Regions from separate parts of the Mus musculus genome. Here region 2 is linked to region 1. A link is a contact called in public promoter capture Hi-C data. All regions are on one chromosome and are shown on one strand. The core of a region is the stretch at or near the end of the contact, and the rest is flanking DNA. Distances in the headings are between cores, read along the strand shown.

Region 1 (7,811 bases), core at 3,753-6,252:
TTTTGAGGCCACTACATAGGGAGTTCAAGGACAGCTGGGGTCACATAAAGAGACTGTCTCAAAAATATTTTTCATATAATATATATGTATTATATATATATGGAGGGGGAAGACTGTAGAGATGGCTCAGTAGTTAAGAGGATCTGTTACTCTTGCAGAGGCCAAGGGTTCAATTCCCAGCACCCACAAGGAGGCTCACATCCATACTCTTTAGTTCCAGTGGCTCTGACTTCAGCCTCTGATCTCTGCAGGCACCAGGCATGGACACAGAATACTTACACACATGCAGACAGACATTTGCAGACATAAAAAAAAAAAAAAAAAAGGAAAGAAAGAAGTACTACTGGAAATCTTTTTTTGTTTTTTGTTTTGTTTGTTTGTTTGTTTTTGTTTTTCGAGACAGGGTTTCTCTGTATAGCCCTGGCTGTCCTGCAACTCACTTTGTAGACCAGGCTGGCCTCGAACGTAGAAATCTGCCTGTCTCTGCCTCTCAAGTGCTGGGATTAAAGGTGTGAGCCACCACGCCCAGCCACTCCTACTGGAAATCTTGAGAAGTCCTGCCACATGTTAAGGAGAAAATCATGGTCCTCACTTGGGTGTTCCTAGTCTCATTAATAAAATAATGGAAGTGTGGACACGAATGAAAACAGAAGGTCAAAGACTCAAATAAAGCCTTTGGACAGTTTATTCATGATTAAGAGAAAAACCTTAGGGCAGGCAAGCTGAGGCCAGCCTGGTCTACAGAGTGAGTTCCAGGACAGCCAGGGCTACAGAGAAACCCTGTCTCAAAAAAAACAAAAAGAAAAAAAAAAGAAAGAAAGAAAATAACCAAACCCAATGGTAGCTCATAGAAACTACACTCAAGGTAGGAATTGTGGAAAGGAAATGTGTATGAAGGTGAACCTGCACAAACTGGGGCACTGAGGCAGGAGAATCTCTGTGAATTAAAGGTCACCCTGGTCTTCAAAGTGAGTTCCAGGGCAGATAGCTAAGGCTGTTACACAGGGAAACCCTGTCACAAACAAACAAACAAACAAAAAACAGAGGAGAGAGAGAGAGAGAGAGAGAGAGAACCTGCCATCTGCTGACCCTGAGTGGTCTCGCTGCCTTAACACTTAGAGGAATAAGAGGCACGCAAGCATGCAGATCTTTATAGGTTCCAAGGACTGACCTCAGTTCTTCAGCATTGTCCCTGCTGAGCCACCACACCAACCCCACACAATGCTCAGTGTCCTAGTGTCCCATTGCTGTGATTTCTGCCCTGTGCTCCGAATGTCAAAGTGAAGAAATTCAATGAAGCCCGGGTAAACGGCAGGAGTAACTATGACTCTCTTAAGGTAGCCAAATGCCTCGTCATCTAATTAGTGACGCGCATGAATGGATGAGATTCCCACTGTTCCTACATACTATCCAGAGAAAACACAGGCAAGGGAACGGGCTTGGCACACGCCTTTAATTCCAGCACTCGGGAGGCAGAGGCAGGCAGATTTCTGAGTTCGAGGCCAGCCTGGTCTGCAAAGTGAGTTCCAGGACAGCCAGGGCTATACAGAGAAACCCTGTCTTGAAAAGAAAAAAGTGTTTACTTTTAATTTATTTTGAATGGGTGCTCTATCTGTACACCCCAGTGCCAGAAGAAGGCATCGGATCCCATTATAGATGGTTGTGAGCCACCATGTGGTTGTTGGGATTGAATTTAGGACTTCTGGAAGAGGTCTTAACTGCTGAGCCATTTCTCTGCAGCCCCCAAAAGGAAGTGTTTAATTGGCCCTTGCTTACAGTTTCAGAGGCTTAGTCCACTGTCACCGTGGTGGGGAGTATCACACAGCAAGCACTGGTCTAGTTCCTAACCCCTCCAAGAGGGCTTCCCTTCTTCTTCTTCTTTTCTTTTCTTTCTTTTTTTTTTTGGGGGGGGGGGAGCAGGGTTTTTTTGTGTAGCTCTGGCTGTCCTGGAACTCACTCTGCAGACCAGGCTGGCCTGAACTTAGAAATCCACCTTCGTCTGCCTCCCAACTGCTGGAATTAAAGGCATGTGCCACCACTGCCAGGCAAGGGTTTCCCTTGATATTTGCTGTTGTCTAGGGAGTCCTTCGTGCTTCCTTTGGCTCTTTCAGTCTCTTTTACGGTTGTGTTGTTGTGTTTTTTTGTTTGTTTGTCTGTCTGTTTGTTTGTTTTTTTTTTTTTTGGTACATTTTGTTTTTACCCAGATCTCTCTACATGGCCCTGGGTGTCCAAGAGCTCGTGTAGATCAAGCCTGGGTCATTTGTCTTTCTGGTTTTGTTTCGTTTTGTTTTTTGAGACACAGGGTTTCTCTGTGTAGCCCTGGTTGTCCTGGAATTCTCTCTGTAGATCAGGCTGGCCTCCGACTCAGAAGAGATGTGCCTGTCACCACTGTCTGCATCCATTTGTCTTTTATCCTACAGGCTCTTTATGAATCTGTGAAGCAAAATGTTTGCATGCAGTTCCCCTCTGACCTGTCAAACCATGGACTGCATGACTGTGCATTTCCCAATGTGCTGGGCAGCTGTGCTGTCACAGTACCACAGCTACTCATCTGCTCTTTCTCATGCTACCAATTCAGTCAGCTCTATTAAAAACAGGCAAGAAGAGCTGGGCGTGGTGGCGCACGCCTTTAATCCCAGCACTCGGGAGGCAGAGGCAGAGGCAGGCGGATTTCTGAGTTCGAGGCCAGCCTGGTCTACAAAGTGAACTCCAGGACAGCCAGGGCTATACAGAGAAAACCTGTCTCGAACCCCCCCCCCCAAAAAAAAAAAAAAACAGGCAAGAAAAACCCCTGTAGAGATGCCTTTTACTAAATCTAAACCGGCAACACAAGAGGTAGGAGAGGAGAGCTTTCGCGTGACTCACGGCCTGAGCTGGAACAGCCAGTCTGCTTACCTGGCTAGAGAATGTTTATGCCAATCACAGCCTTGTCTCCTCAGTCACAGTAGGCCCTCTGCTGGCCAATCATGGGAAATAGTCCTCCTTTCTAGCCTGAGATGACTACAGGGTCATCTAGAGTTCCAGGTGTGTAGGTTTAAAAATGTCTGGTGTAGCCGGGCAGTGGTGGCTCACACCTTTAATCCATCCCAGCACTTGGGAAGCAGAGGCAAGGGGATTTCTGAGTTTGAGGCCAGCCTGGTCTACAGAGTGAGTTCCAGGACAGCCAGAGCTACACAGAGAAACCCTGTCTCGGAAAAAAAAGAAAAAAAAAGTCTGGTGTGAACTGTTTCAAACAGCTCTCTGATTGAGGCTGTGCCTTTAGGAGAGGGATAATCAACTCTGTTCACTGCGTTGTTTTCTCAGGTGTCTAAGGAGTGTTCAGAATGGTGGCAGATGGGTAGTCTGGCTGGCTGGCTGACTAAAAAAAAAGCCAGGGCAGCAAAGGGTGAGGCCAAAAGCTGTCAATTAGGAAGCCACATTCACCATCCCTCAGCCTGTACTTATTTGCACAAACTGGGACAATAAAGTACTTGCCATCAGCATCTAACGAGCTTATCATTAACATTCAATTGTCATCTTAACAGAAATGTTTTCATTTTTTAAAATTTATTTTTATTTTCTATGGACGTGTTTTGCTTTCCTGCCTGTGTACCACGTGTGTGCCTGGTGCCCTCAGAGACCAGAAGATATTAAACCTCCTGGAACTGGTTGTGAGCCTTCATGTGGTGCTGGGAATTGAACCTAGGACTTCTGCAAGAAAAGCTAGTGCTCTTAATTGTTGAGCCATCTCTCCAGTCCTCCATTTTAACAGATTTTTTTTTTTTTGAGACAGTGTCTCACTTCTACGTAGCCATGGCTGGCCTGAAACTATGTTGACCAGGCTGACTTCAAAACTTACAAAGTCTATGCCTGTGAGTGCTAGGATGAAAGGTATGTGACCACACCCTGTCATTTTAACAATACTTAGCCCTGCCCAGTTGCCTAAGAAAGGTAAATCCCCCTATCTGTCCGAAGATGGCAAATGTAGCCCGGTCTGCTTTACATAGTTGGTATGGCGACCCCAGTTTTACAAATGAGGTTATAGGCTTCAGTGGGGCAACCTAGTTCAGAAGCATGTAAGTCTAGGTACCAGGATTAGGGGTTTAAGTCATTTCTGATTCTAGCTAGCCATAGGCACTCTGGGGTCACACACACAATATACTGACTCTTTCTAGAAAGGGTTCAGATTTGGACCCATCTCGCTTCATCAGAAATCCGGAGACCGCCCAACAGCTGCAGACTTGAAGCCTCCGGTTCACTACTATCCACTCAAGCACCTCTGGGTGCTTCCCTTTCCTACATACTATGTCTGGCTGGATGTGTCTGTCTTACAACCAAGAAAACACGAGGTCCCTTCTCTAGTGGGATTGGGTGAGAATGTCTGGATGTCCTGATGTCAGAGGCTTATGTTCCAAACACAAGAGAGGTGCAGGGCTATAGAAAGGTTCCTAAAAATTTGTCGGATTCAGTCATTACTAGCTGAATTACTTATGTATGTATTTTGTGCTGGGAATGGAACCTAGGCACGGTAGGCAAGTCTCTGCCACTAAGCTATGTTCCCAGGACATCCAGTGAAATTTGCATTTAAGATACAAACATACTACATACTACGTCCAAGTAATGTTTGTGTGATACTTAGCTTAAGACTGATCGAGCCGGGCATAGTGGCGCATGCCTTTAATCCCAGCACTTGGGAGGCAGAGGCAGGCGAATTTCTGAGTTCGAGGCCAGCCTGGTGTACAGAGTGAGTTCCAGGACAGCCAGGGCTACACAGAGAAACCCTGTCTCGAAAAACAAACCACAGTTCGTGTTTTATCGGAAATGATGCTGGAAACCCTGTAGCTCCTCCGGCGTTTCCAGAGCTTGCGTCGGCGAAGGCGGAGAGACTCCGCATTTAAATGACTGGAAAGGCTTGAGCAGCAGTCATGAGCGAATGGCAGCTCTGTACAACACCAGGCCCGGGCGGAAGTCGCAGTGCGCACTTCCGCCAGGCGGGCGGTTGCCTGAGGGCAGTGACGTCGACGGAAGGGGCGGGTCCGCCGGGAGCCAGGCCGCGCTGTGCCGCGCCGGCCAGGAGGGGGCCGGAGCCCGGCCATGGCGGCGGCGGCGGGCGCCGAGGGGCGGCGCGCGGCTCTGGAGGCGGTGGCAGCGCCGGAGCGGGGCGGCGGGAGCTGCGTGCTGTGCTGCGGTGACCTGGAGGCTACGGCGCTGGGCCGCTGCGATCACCCGGTGTGCTACCGGTGCTCTACCAAGATGCGGGTGCTGTGCGAGCAGCGCTACTGCGCCGTGTGCCGCGAGGAGCTGCGCCAGGTGCGCCAGCGGGGCGCGCGACGGGGCGCGGGGAGGGCGGACTCCTGATGGCTTTGCCTGCTCGGTGTCCGGCCGCGGCCTGGCCTCACCCGCTCCCTCCGGAGGCCGGGTGGTCGGTCGGGGCGCCATGCGATCACCGGGCCTCCTGGGGCTGGGAGAAGCCAGAGGCGGCCGGGCTGGGGAAGGAGGAGCGATGTCTGTGGGAACTCTAAGCCTGGGGACTTTTCCCTATGACCTGGCTGCGGGAAGGGCAAGGTCAGGTCGAGAGCCCTCCTGTCTGTGAATCTTAATTTTTTCGGGATCGTCACTGAGGAGGAGCAGACAGCCAGGGGGAACCTCCAGACACTGTCTATTCTGGAAGCTGACTGCTCTGGAAAAAAAGGGTTAAACTGGACATTTCCAGACTAGTTGGGCTTCTGGGCCCCACCGGTGATCCTTAGCTCCTGAGACAGCGTTTCCATTTGTAGAGTGGAGGTGATACCAGGACCTGATTCCTAGGTGCTTGGTGGTCCACAATTTTAGGAAGTTTTCCTCCTCGTTACTAGTTCTAGCTTTGAGGCTTCCTTCCAGAGTGGTGGGAAGAGGATGTTTCTGGCTGTCTAGACTTGGAAATCCCGAAGGGGGTCAGAGGACTCCAGCAATGCCAGCCTTTGATGGGGAGTATCCAGCTGAACCTCCCTTGGTTTGCTGCCCGTAGAGATCTGTTTGCTTCCAGAATTGTGAAATTACCTTGGTTGGTTCGTGGAAGGTTTTGGCTAGTGGCTTCTGCCAGGGAATCACCCTTTCCTGTTCTTAGAAGTGATGCAGAGATAGAAATGATGCCAAAATTTTGAGTTTTTTTTTTTTTTTTTCTTTTCTTTCTGACCTTTTTCTTTCTCGTTGAGATAGGGTCTCACTATGTAGTCCTGGCTGGCCTGGAACTTGTTATGTAGAACCAGTATCTGCCTCCTGATTTCTGAGATTAAAGGCAGTGCACCACCATATCCCGTATTTGAGACAGGGCCTGTAGCTCTGGCAGTCCTGGAACTCATTCTCTAGACCAGACTGGCCTTGAAGTCACACAGATCCACCTGCCTCTACCTCCTGAGGGCTAGGTCATTCTCCACCATACCCAGCACACCCAGCTTTTCTTTCTTGATATTTATGTCAAAAGACTCAGCTGGAATCTGGAACATTCCCTAAGCATCTATGTCATACTGGGGAAGAGGGACTAGAAGACCCCAGACATAGTGTGGTGGAAGGAGCCTTACCCTACTGGATGAGATCTGGGGTTTAGAAACATCTCTGGAAGCTTTTGGCTGGTGTCCTACTCAGGGTCTTGCTGGGGCTTTGCTGGCCAGTCGTGCACACGCTGATGGGAAGGTCTGACACGGGTTTTGAGCACACATACCTGTAGCTTCCTTCTAGGAAGGGAGACATTTTGTAGGTCCTTATGTACGTCGTCCTGGCCTGGGCTCTGGGTCTCACTCAGGAAGTGAGTGAACATACATACATATGTCAGCTGTAGCCAGTGTCTGCCCTCCCTCAGTCTTCCTGAGCCTCACACCTCTAAGAGCTCTGTGGCAGGGGCTTTTGACATGAGCTGTTAGCTTGCCCTGGCTGGGATGTGGTTTGACACTCTGTGCCCCTGGCTAAGCCTGGGCGTCCTCTTAGACTTGTACCACCATGCTGGGCAGCAGGAGCTCTTTGGGAAGTGGGGTGAGATGGTAGCTGTCCAGCTCAGCCTCACCGTTTATCCTGATTCCCTCCACTTGTAACCTAGCGCCTTCACCCTTGTCCCTTACTGAGTCTTGTATTACCCTTTGAATATGTCCTGAATTCCAGAATTCCACAATGACTTAGTCCCTTCATGTGACTAAAAATTAGGAGGGATGTTTGTTAAGATGTTATATAAAGCTGGATGGGGGTGGCACACACCTTTAATCCCAGCATTCTGTAGCACAAGCAGGCAGATCTCTGAGTTCATGGCCAAGCCTGGTCTACAGAATGAGTTTGGACAGAAACTGCCTTAAACAAAACAAATGTGTTGAAGGGCCAGTTTCCTTTGCTGTGACACCTTGTATAGGCTTCGGGTAGGGGGCGGTCTGGGTGTAGTACAGAGACGGTATACAAGTTTGAAACTGCTGGTCTGGTGAAGAGCCAGGGCAATTGGACTCTTCAGTGTGCAGCTTAGGTGGGCTGCCATGTGGTGTGAGGCTCCTGTGCTGAGTAGTGGAGAGGTCTGTGCTCAGTCTTTCTTTAGGTACTTCTTGTGTTCCTCTGGACACATCTCTCTAGAGCCATTTTCTCATCCTGTTGCTCTCCAACTTGCCCGTCTCTGGACGGGCCACACCCCCACCCACAAGCAGGAAGTGGGAGGGGAATGCGGAGGGCCTTCCCAGGGTTATTCCAAGGCCCAGGTCGGCAGGCTGGACCTGATGATGCAATGGCATTTTCTGTTGTGAATGCTTGTCTGTCATCTGGTCCCTCCCACTCTTCTTCCTTTTCTGAGACAGTCTCACTATGTACACAGACTGGCCTGG
Region 2 (7,811 bases), core at 2,475-4,974, 460 kb before region 1:
ATGCGCTAGCCAAACAGCGGTTCCCGCGCTAAGGGGCGGGGGCTCGCCTAAAGAGGTGGGGACCCTAGCGCCTGGTGTAAGGCAAAGTCACGGACGACTAGAACTCCGACGGCTGCCCGTGGAAGTCGCCTCTGGTCCGGTCACACGTGGACCTGATCTGCCCCTTCTCGACGTCCAGTCTTGAGCGGATAGAGTGTAGGGCTCCTAGCTAGGGGCAGGACCTGTGTCATGGAGCCAAGAGGCCAAGACTGGTAGGAGTCGTGGTAGAAAGCGACAGCTGGATGGACCCCAGAAAAGGGTACAACGGAACAAGAAAGATATGGGACACAGGCAGTGATGCAGCTGCGGATGGGGACACGGTCACGTGACCGGCAGAGGCAGGCCAGAATGGATATGGGGACAAGATCCATGACACTGGACAGGGGAGCCTACAATACTCTTTGTACATTCCCGGCTGGAGGGCAGAGACGTCGCTGTCTTGGCTGTGCAATTGAGCCACAGCCCCTGCAGCGGTGTACAGGCAATTATGGTGGCAACAGTGGTTTTGGAGAGGTTGGAGAACTCTAGTGTATCACAGCATCAGAGAGTTGATGAATCACATTGGCCCGTGGGATGTGCTCAAACCCCAGAGGGATCATCCTAGCATCCCCTGGGAATAGGCGGGTTCACACCTTTAAGAGACGTCGGGTATCAGCCAAGAGGGATAAGATCAGGGTCCTCTGAGCTGCCCTAGGAGCCTCCAGATAGCTCTTAGGGGCCATCATACTCCTCTAAGTTGGGGGTAGGGTATCGCCAAATAGGTTTCAAGCGGGGATGGGGGTAGGGGGAAATTAGATGGCGATGCACGTGACACTTCCAGCCTAGTGCTCTGATGAACGCGCCGCGCCCAGTGATAAGAGAGCTGAGTCCGCCCAGTCCACGCCCAGCTTGCAGATTCAGGCGGTCCCGCAGCGCCCCCGCCGCTCTCTCCTCTGCAGCCTCCGCAGGCGCCGGGTCCAGGCGTCTCTCCAAGGCAGCACGAGGCTTCCACGGGCAGCACTGAGCCCCTGTCCCCGGCCCGCTGTGCTCCCAGCTGCAGCCCCCGGCCCACCTCCCAGCAGCAAGTAACGCCGGCCGGGCAGGAGGCGCGGGCAACCGCAGGCCGCGTCTAGAGTTGGTACCCACAGCGCGCTGCTCCCGCGTCGAGCGCGTTCCTCGCCGCTGCGGAACACAGCAAGCACCGCTACCGGAAAGCGTGTCCACGAGCCGCGGGCCTCACCGCGTGCACCCACTGCCACCTGCACCGCTGCGGGGGGGGCGTGGAAAAGCGATCAGGTTAAGTGGGGCAGGGCCGGAGGGGTCTGTATAGAGAAGCATAGAATGTCCAAATGGCTTAGGAGAGACATGAAGAGGTCACCCACTAGAGGGAGGTACACTTAAGACATAGCTGCCAAAGCCCGCATCAGTGGGAGACCCGAGGAAAGAAAGAGCCTTGAAGTACAGCCAGGGTCAAGGTATTCAAAGGAGCTGGGGGCGAGATGGAAGAGCTGGAGTGAGGCAGCCTACCATAGTCCTTCCGGCAGAACTTCTTCAGGCTGATTCGGTAACTGCCACGCGCAGGTCTGCAATGTGACTCACAGTCTAGGGGGAAAGAGTGGAGACTAGCAGATTCCCATGCCTCTACCCCACACTGGTCTGCTTTAGCTAGGGCCCTCTTCCCCAGGCCAGTCTGGGCTCTGGTGTCCACTCACCCTGTGGCTCCACAGGACTGCTTTCTTCGGTGGGTCCAGGGACAGGAGTCTCTAAGGAGTGTGGGAGAATAGTCTATAATGGGGTATCTGACGGAAAGGCTCAGGGAACAGACAACAGTCAGTAGCTGATGCGACTTTGGCTGAGGTGACTGAGACAGGGCAGGGTCACTCACTAACGCAAGGTGCCACAGGAGAACGGCTCTGCTGGAAACCTGGGGCACAGCGGTTACAGGTGAGGCCAGTAACACCATCCTTACAGGGACACTGGCCTGTGGTCTGGTTACAGGTTTTGCCAGCAGCACCAACTGGGTGGCAGTCACAAGCTGAGGACAGAAATGATAAGCTCAGAACTGTAGCTGGGGTTCTGGGGAAGTAAATCACGAACGTGTATAGGTGGCAGGCTCACCTCTGCAAGCACGACGGTCACTCAGGACACGGCCTGGATCACGATAGAAGCCCTCCCGGCAGTAGTGGCAGTGACGACCAGCTGTATTGTGCCGGCAGTTGAGGCACACGCCCCCACTGCGGCGGCCGGACAGTCGGTAGAGCTCCATGTTGAAGCGGCATCTTCGCGCATGGCCGTTGCAGGAGCAAGCTGCAGGGAAGGGTCAGTCAGGGGCAGCCCTGCCTGGTCAGAAGTCCCCAGGCTACCCTCCAAGGCCTCACCAAGGCAAGCGTGGGCTTCCTGCCCTGTAGCCCGCTGCCATGGCCTGTCGCAGTAGAAGGGCTTGCAGCGGCTGCAATCAGGGCCCTCTGTACCATGCTGGCAGTCGCAGACCAGGTGGCCATGGGTGTCCAACAGACACCGTGAGGCATGCCCATTGCACTTGCATCGACCTCCCACCTGAAGCTCAGTGGCTGAGTAGGAGTAGGGGACTGTCACCCCACCGTCCCTGGTGTCTCCCTGAATGGCAGGCCTTGTGAGTACTATGCGAATATCTGTGGCAGTCACCCAGTCTTGGAGCACGGGGCTGTTGTCCAGATCCAGGCCCTGTGGGCTGCCATCCTGCACACTGAAGGCCAGAAGGCCTCCACCATCAGGCTGAGCCTGGGGGGCTGGAAAGCAGAGGGCTTCTGGCCCTGGACCAGAAGGGCCATCAGCAGGAGCAGGCAGACGGCCATAGTCCAGGGTACAGCTGGAAGAGAAGAAGCCCAAGGGGACCCAGCTGCGGCCATGGTCCTGCGACTTAAGCAGGGCCACGGAGGTTGGAGGAGCTGAGCAGAAGCGCAGGCTCACGAAGACCAGCTCAAAAGCCTTCCCCAGGGGCACTGTGAGGGTTACGTTGAAAGGTGCCTGTTGCAGCAAATCGGAGCGCCAACAGAGAGGACTTGCAGTGCCCGGAGCAGAGGTCAGGAGGTCTGCAGAGTGTGCCCGCTGCGGGTCCGAGGAATCGCAGACGCGATTGGCCGACCTCCCGCACGTGCTGGACGCCAGCACCTCTCGGCCCAGAGCAGCGTTCACAAGGCCAGGAATACAAGAGCGAGGCTCCCTCGCCTCATCATAGCAGGGGTCGGCAGAGGCCGGCAGCCCTGGGCTCAGTGCAGCGGAGAGCGTGCCCGCGGTCAGCAGCAGCCCCCAGAGCCAGGTGGGCATGGCCGTGGCCGCTGTAAGTCAACCAGCCAGCTTCCGCCTAACGAGTCTGCCCTCGAAGAGAGAGCCTAGTCCGCTACTCTGCGTGCCGGGTCTGCAGTGCCAAGATAGCAGAGCACCAGGGCGGCCCCCAGCACAGGCCCAGAAGTGGGAGCAGCCACCGGCACGCCCGGGGCCGAGCACAGGAGCAGGGATGTTGGCGAGTCCTCCTGCTAGGCCTGAAGCGTTGACAGGCGTCGCCCCCGCTCCCGGTGCCTCCGCCCGCGGAGGCCCCACCCGCCGCCGGCCGCCAGCACTCACCCACGGAGGGCCAGGAGGAGCAGGTCTCCCGGCCTCCCGGGAAGGGCCTTGGGCGGGCGGGGCCTGGGGCGCCCGGGCTGCCGGCTTCTCCTGGCTGCAGCGAGAGCAGAGGAGCTGTGCCAGAAGGGGGTGGGGGGCTCAGCAGGAGCAAGCCTGGTCCTAGCCAGGGGCGGAGCTGCTCGGGCCGGGAAGGAAGGAGGGGAGGGGGCCTTGTCCCGACAGCCAGAATCAGAAGCAGATTCAGACACAGGCTGGGCCAGCGCGGGAGGGGGCTGGGAGGCCCACGATCCGGGGGGAGGGGCTGGAGAGCCAGGAATGCGCTTACGGGAGGGGGCAGCTCAGCCTTACAGCCCGTGAGGGACCACCCAGCAGGGTCCTCGGCCTGAAGCCAGGCTTTGACTGCTCCTGGGGTGGTGCCACGTGCTGGGCTGGGGTCTGGGCCACTCCTCCCAGAGGCCCATCATGCAGGCACAACCTTAGAACTGAAGCTTGAAGTCTTGGATGCTCCCCAGAATGGGGGAAGAAGACAGTTGGGGCTGGTGTTCTTGTAAGGTATCCCCAAGGCAGTAGTCTGTTCTAGCAGAAAGAACTCAGGTCTTATTTTAAATCCAAGCTGTTTGGATTTCTGGCTGTGTGGCCTGAGTTCCTCAGTTTCCTCATCCACCAAAATGTCTATTGTTTGCCATGCTTTGTGGAGTTGCTGGGAGCATTTGATGAGCTAACATAGATATCATCCTAAGCGAGGTGCACTAGGGATGCGGCTAAGTGATGAGGTCACGGTTGGACAGTGAGATCCAGCCAATCTCTTAATCTAAATCACTCCTGGGTCTCAGGGTATAGCTGTGTCATAGGATAGCCCCATTGTCCAGAAGGGCTTGAAAGTTTGAGCACAAAGTACAGCCTATTTGATGGTCCCTTGGGGTTCAAGGTCTGTTCACCTGTTACCCCACCCCCACCCTCGTGGAAAGGTAAGGAGTGGGATTTAACGACTGGAGAGGGGCTGGTCACAAATAAACCAGAGTCAGAATCCCTGAACCTGACCGTCTACAGCCTAGTACATCTGGGTAGAAAAACAGGCAGATGCCCCAGATGAGTTGCTGGGGTACAAGTTGGAGGTGGGCTGTGGCTGAGAGGGTCTTGCCAAGAGGAACCACTCACTGCCTTTGGTCCCTGACGGACCAGGCAAGGCTGCCATGGACTCCACGAAGAGCGGGTGGGATACAGTTCCATCTTGGGGGAGCAGTCCTGAGGTCCAATTACCTGGTTTCAGAAAGGAGGCTGACCACAGGCCAGTCCCTGCAGATGGTAAGAGAGGCCATATGAGGGAGAATGCCTGTATACTCAGAGCTAGCATTCTGGACTGAAAGTGTTCCTACAACAAAAAAGGAGAGAAACAGAAGCTCTCAGGAAAGGAATAGTGAAACAAGAACCCTGGACCCTTCCCAGGACACAGGGGCTGCGGCAGAGGCAGGCACCGGGAGAGAAGCAGTGTGGCAGGGTGTTGGACACTTGTTCCTCTAGAACAGCTGACTCAGGGGAAAACCAGGCTGTCCTCTGAACATCAAGCCCATGCTAGAGTCCCCAGACTGTCAGACAACTATGGGAGGTGGGACAGGGGGACAGCCTTTCACGCCAACAGTGAAGTAAGCCTTATCTCTAGCTCAGCTCCCTGTGAACTGTGACTGCTGGGGTCTGCAGAGTATGAGATGGATTCTGATGTGGGTGGAAGTTGGTGCCTGGTGATCTCTGCATTGATCAGGTCCTGAGGGATGGAGCCGGACAGGAGCTCAAATGGCCATTGCCTCACCAGCCCTTCAAGGAGGAGGCATGGGCTTCAGAGCTCTTTCCTAGAATTGCCCTTTGCACACATTGTCTGGCCCCAGGGCTACTCTTGCAGATGGTGGACTGGGCATTGGGATAGCTTTCTCTAGTCTCCAAGAGCTGCTTATAACTCTCTGTGGACCCAGCCACCTGCCTCCGCCCCTGATTGAGGCCTCTTAGGCCTCTCCTCTCATGATTCCCTACCCCCTCCAGGCATTTTCTGTAACAAAGAGGTTCCGCCCTCCTTTCCCCCCCAGCCCCCCCCCCACCCCTGCCTCACACCTGCAACTGCTCAAGCTCTGCACACTCACCCCAATCCATAACAGCAATTGGGTTGAGGGGGGCAGAGGATGATAGTGTTGGACAATTTCAGGTCTCAGGGGGCTGCTGATCTTTCAAATAACCCCCTGGCCAGCCCGGGACCAACTGTCCCCTTCAGACCCTTGCCACCACTTCTCCTTGCCTTGTATGAGTGCCTATTATGCCTCAATAGGCCCAGACGTAGAGAGGAAGGCTGGCAAGTCTACGTTCTCCGTCTCACCTCGTCCCTTACTCTCTCCATGCCCTGCACTCCTTGCGCAGACTTTTTGCAAACCCCCTCCCTTTCCACACTGTCAGGCCAGCTGGGCGGCAGCAATCAGCTCTCCGTGTTGAAAACGAAAAGCTGAAAAGCACCGGTTGGTGGAGGGATGGTGTGAGGGGGAAGGGCGTAGAAGAAGGAGGAAGGGTAAAGGCTGGTAGCCCTCCCTACTTCATGAGGATTTAGAAATAAACAGTTTAGGGAGGGGTCTTCTGTGTCTTGCCAACAGTGAAATGCAGCCCTCTCGCCCAGACCTTGCTGGGAGGTGGCCCCTCACACAGGCTTAGGCTCCCGCTGCTCCACAAACCCAGCCCTCTTACTCCGCCGAGCTCGCCAGCACAGAAAGGTGGCGGTCAGGAGTCCAAGGCCGACGCCAAGAGCAGCCAGAGACATGCTTTGGGCCAGATCCAGGCAGGGCCCGCACAGCGAGAAGGTGATGCCGGTGCCAGATGCACCGGCCAGCACCGCCAGGGCGCCGAAGGGCAAGCCGCAGCGCGACCAGGAGCCCCCCGCACCGCCGGTGGCCAAGAACAGGGCATGGAGGGCTCCAGGGGGTTCTGGGGATGCCAGACCTGGCAGGGTGGGCTCAGGCAAGGACTCTGGTGACCTCATGTTTCCGACTAGGTGGCCGTGCTTTGGGGGTGGAGATGGGGTGGCAATGGTAAGGATGCCCATCACAGCCTTACGTCACATCCTGGTCTGCCACGTAAGAGCCAATTGGTCCCGAACTTGGTGACGACACCAGGACGCTTGGGAGTTCCACTGCCTCCTCCTGGCTTTGGCAAGGAATTGGGCAAGCAGGATGTTGGGTAATATTTAAAGTGCTTCCACTATTTTCATGGAACCCTTCAAATACCGCGTCTAACTCCAACCAGGGTACCTCTCAGGTGTTGAGCAATTAGAACACTCGGCTGGACACTACCAGGTAGGGTCATGTAGTCAAGGGCCACTGAGCTCCCAAAGCTTGGTCAGGGGGTGGAGGTGGACAATGCCCTTGCCATTCTTAGGTTTAGGATCAATCACTGGTACATTGAGACAGTATGAACAAGCAAGCGAACCAACCAATGGAATAATTCTAGGGATCTTGGGGTGGCTAATGATTGGTCGGTAAGGTTAAGGCCTCCTCTAGATCACAGTACTTGGACATAAGCTTTCCAGGTAGCAGGAGGCTGATTGGTTAGTCTAAGGGATGGTTCTAGTCAGGGGCACTCTGCTAGGGCTGGGTGCTAGCTAGCTTGACAGGGTGGAGTAGCCTTCTCTCTTGGCTCAAAGGTTCTGGGTTCTGTTCTGGGAGACACTTCTCAGTCCAAGAAGTCCATGTTTTTTGTTTTTTGTTTTATGTTCTACTTCAGTCTCTAATTTGCTTCCAGCCCTTACCTGGGGCTGTTTTGACTAATTTGGTCGGCAGGACTGACCTTTGTAAAGACTTTTCTTTGCAAGAAGGACCTTCTGCTGGAAACCAGAGTAAGGTTCTTAACCATTATCTACTTCACTCCCTTCACCTACAGACCTCACCTGGCTCTCCTAAGGCCAGGTTTACTCTCATGCACACTTCGTGTCCCTTGTGATAAAGGCTATTTTTCTCTGTGAAAGGTTCCTGTCCTCTCCCCAGTTTGGTGAGGCTCCAGAGCTGTATAAACACGAGTCTAGTAGCCAGCTGGAAGAAATGCTTGGGATATGGCTAAGTCCTCTTAAAATAAACTAAAATCCCAGCTCTTGTGAAACAGACAGGAGAGCTAGGAGTTGGAGAGCAGGCTGAGCTACACAGTGAGATCCTGTCTCAACAAGA

Evidence for each region. Promoter capture Hi-C pulls out the DNA fragments that hold promoters and counts their contacts.
Region 2: a contact with region 1 is called in a promoter capture Hi-C map of liver, with 2.2 times the contacts expected there. The contact joins the promoter of Ntn3 here to the promoter of Zfp598 in region 1. A contact is called at or near these places in 5 of 39 promoter capture datasets (hippocampal neurons, liver, pre-B cells and 1 more), 1 of 484 Hi-C or Micro-C datasets (liver), 2 of 115 datasets of contacts at active chromatin or transcription factors (bone marrow-derived macrophages and pancreatic cancer cells) and 1 of 9 other capture datasets (liver).

Annotation. Positions count from the first base shown.
Region 1 is chr17:24,664,685-24,672,495 of GRCm38.p6, forward strand. Zfp598 (zinc finger protein 598) reads left to right here and starts at 5,003. Exons shown (of 12, transcript NM_183149.2): 1 at 5,003-5,289. The coding sequence starts at 5,074.
Region 2 is chr17:24,205,663-24,213,473 of GRCm38.p6, forward strand. Ntn3 (netrin 3) reads right to left here and starts at 3,725. Exons shown (of 6, transcript NM_010947.3): 1 at 2,397-3,725; 2 at 2,137-2,325; 3 at 1,904-2,053; 4 at 1,731-1,781; 5 at 1,546-1,620; 6 at 1-1,285. The coding sequence starts at 3,324. The coding sequence ends at 936.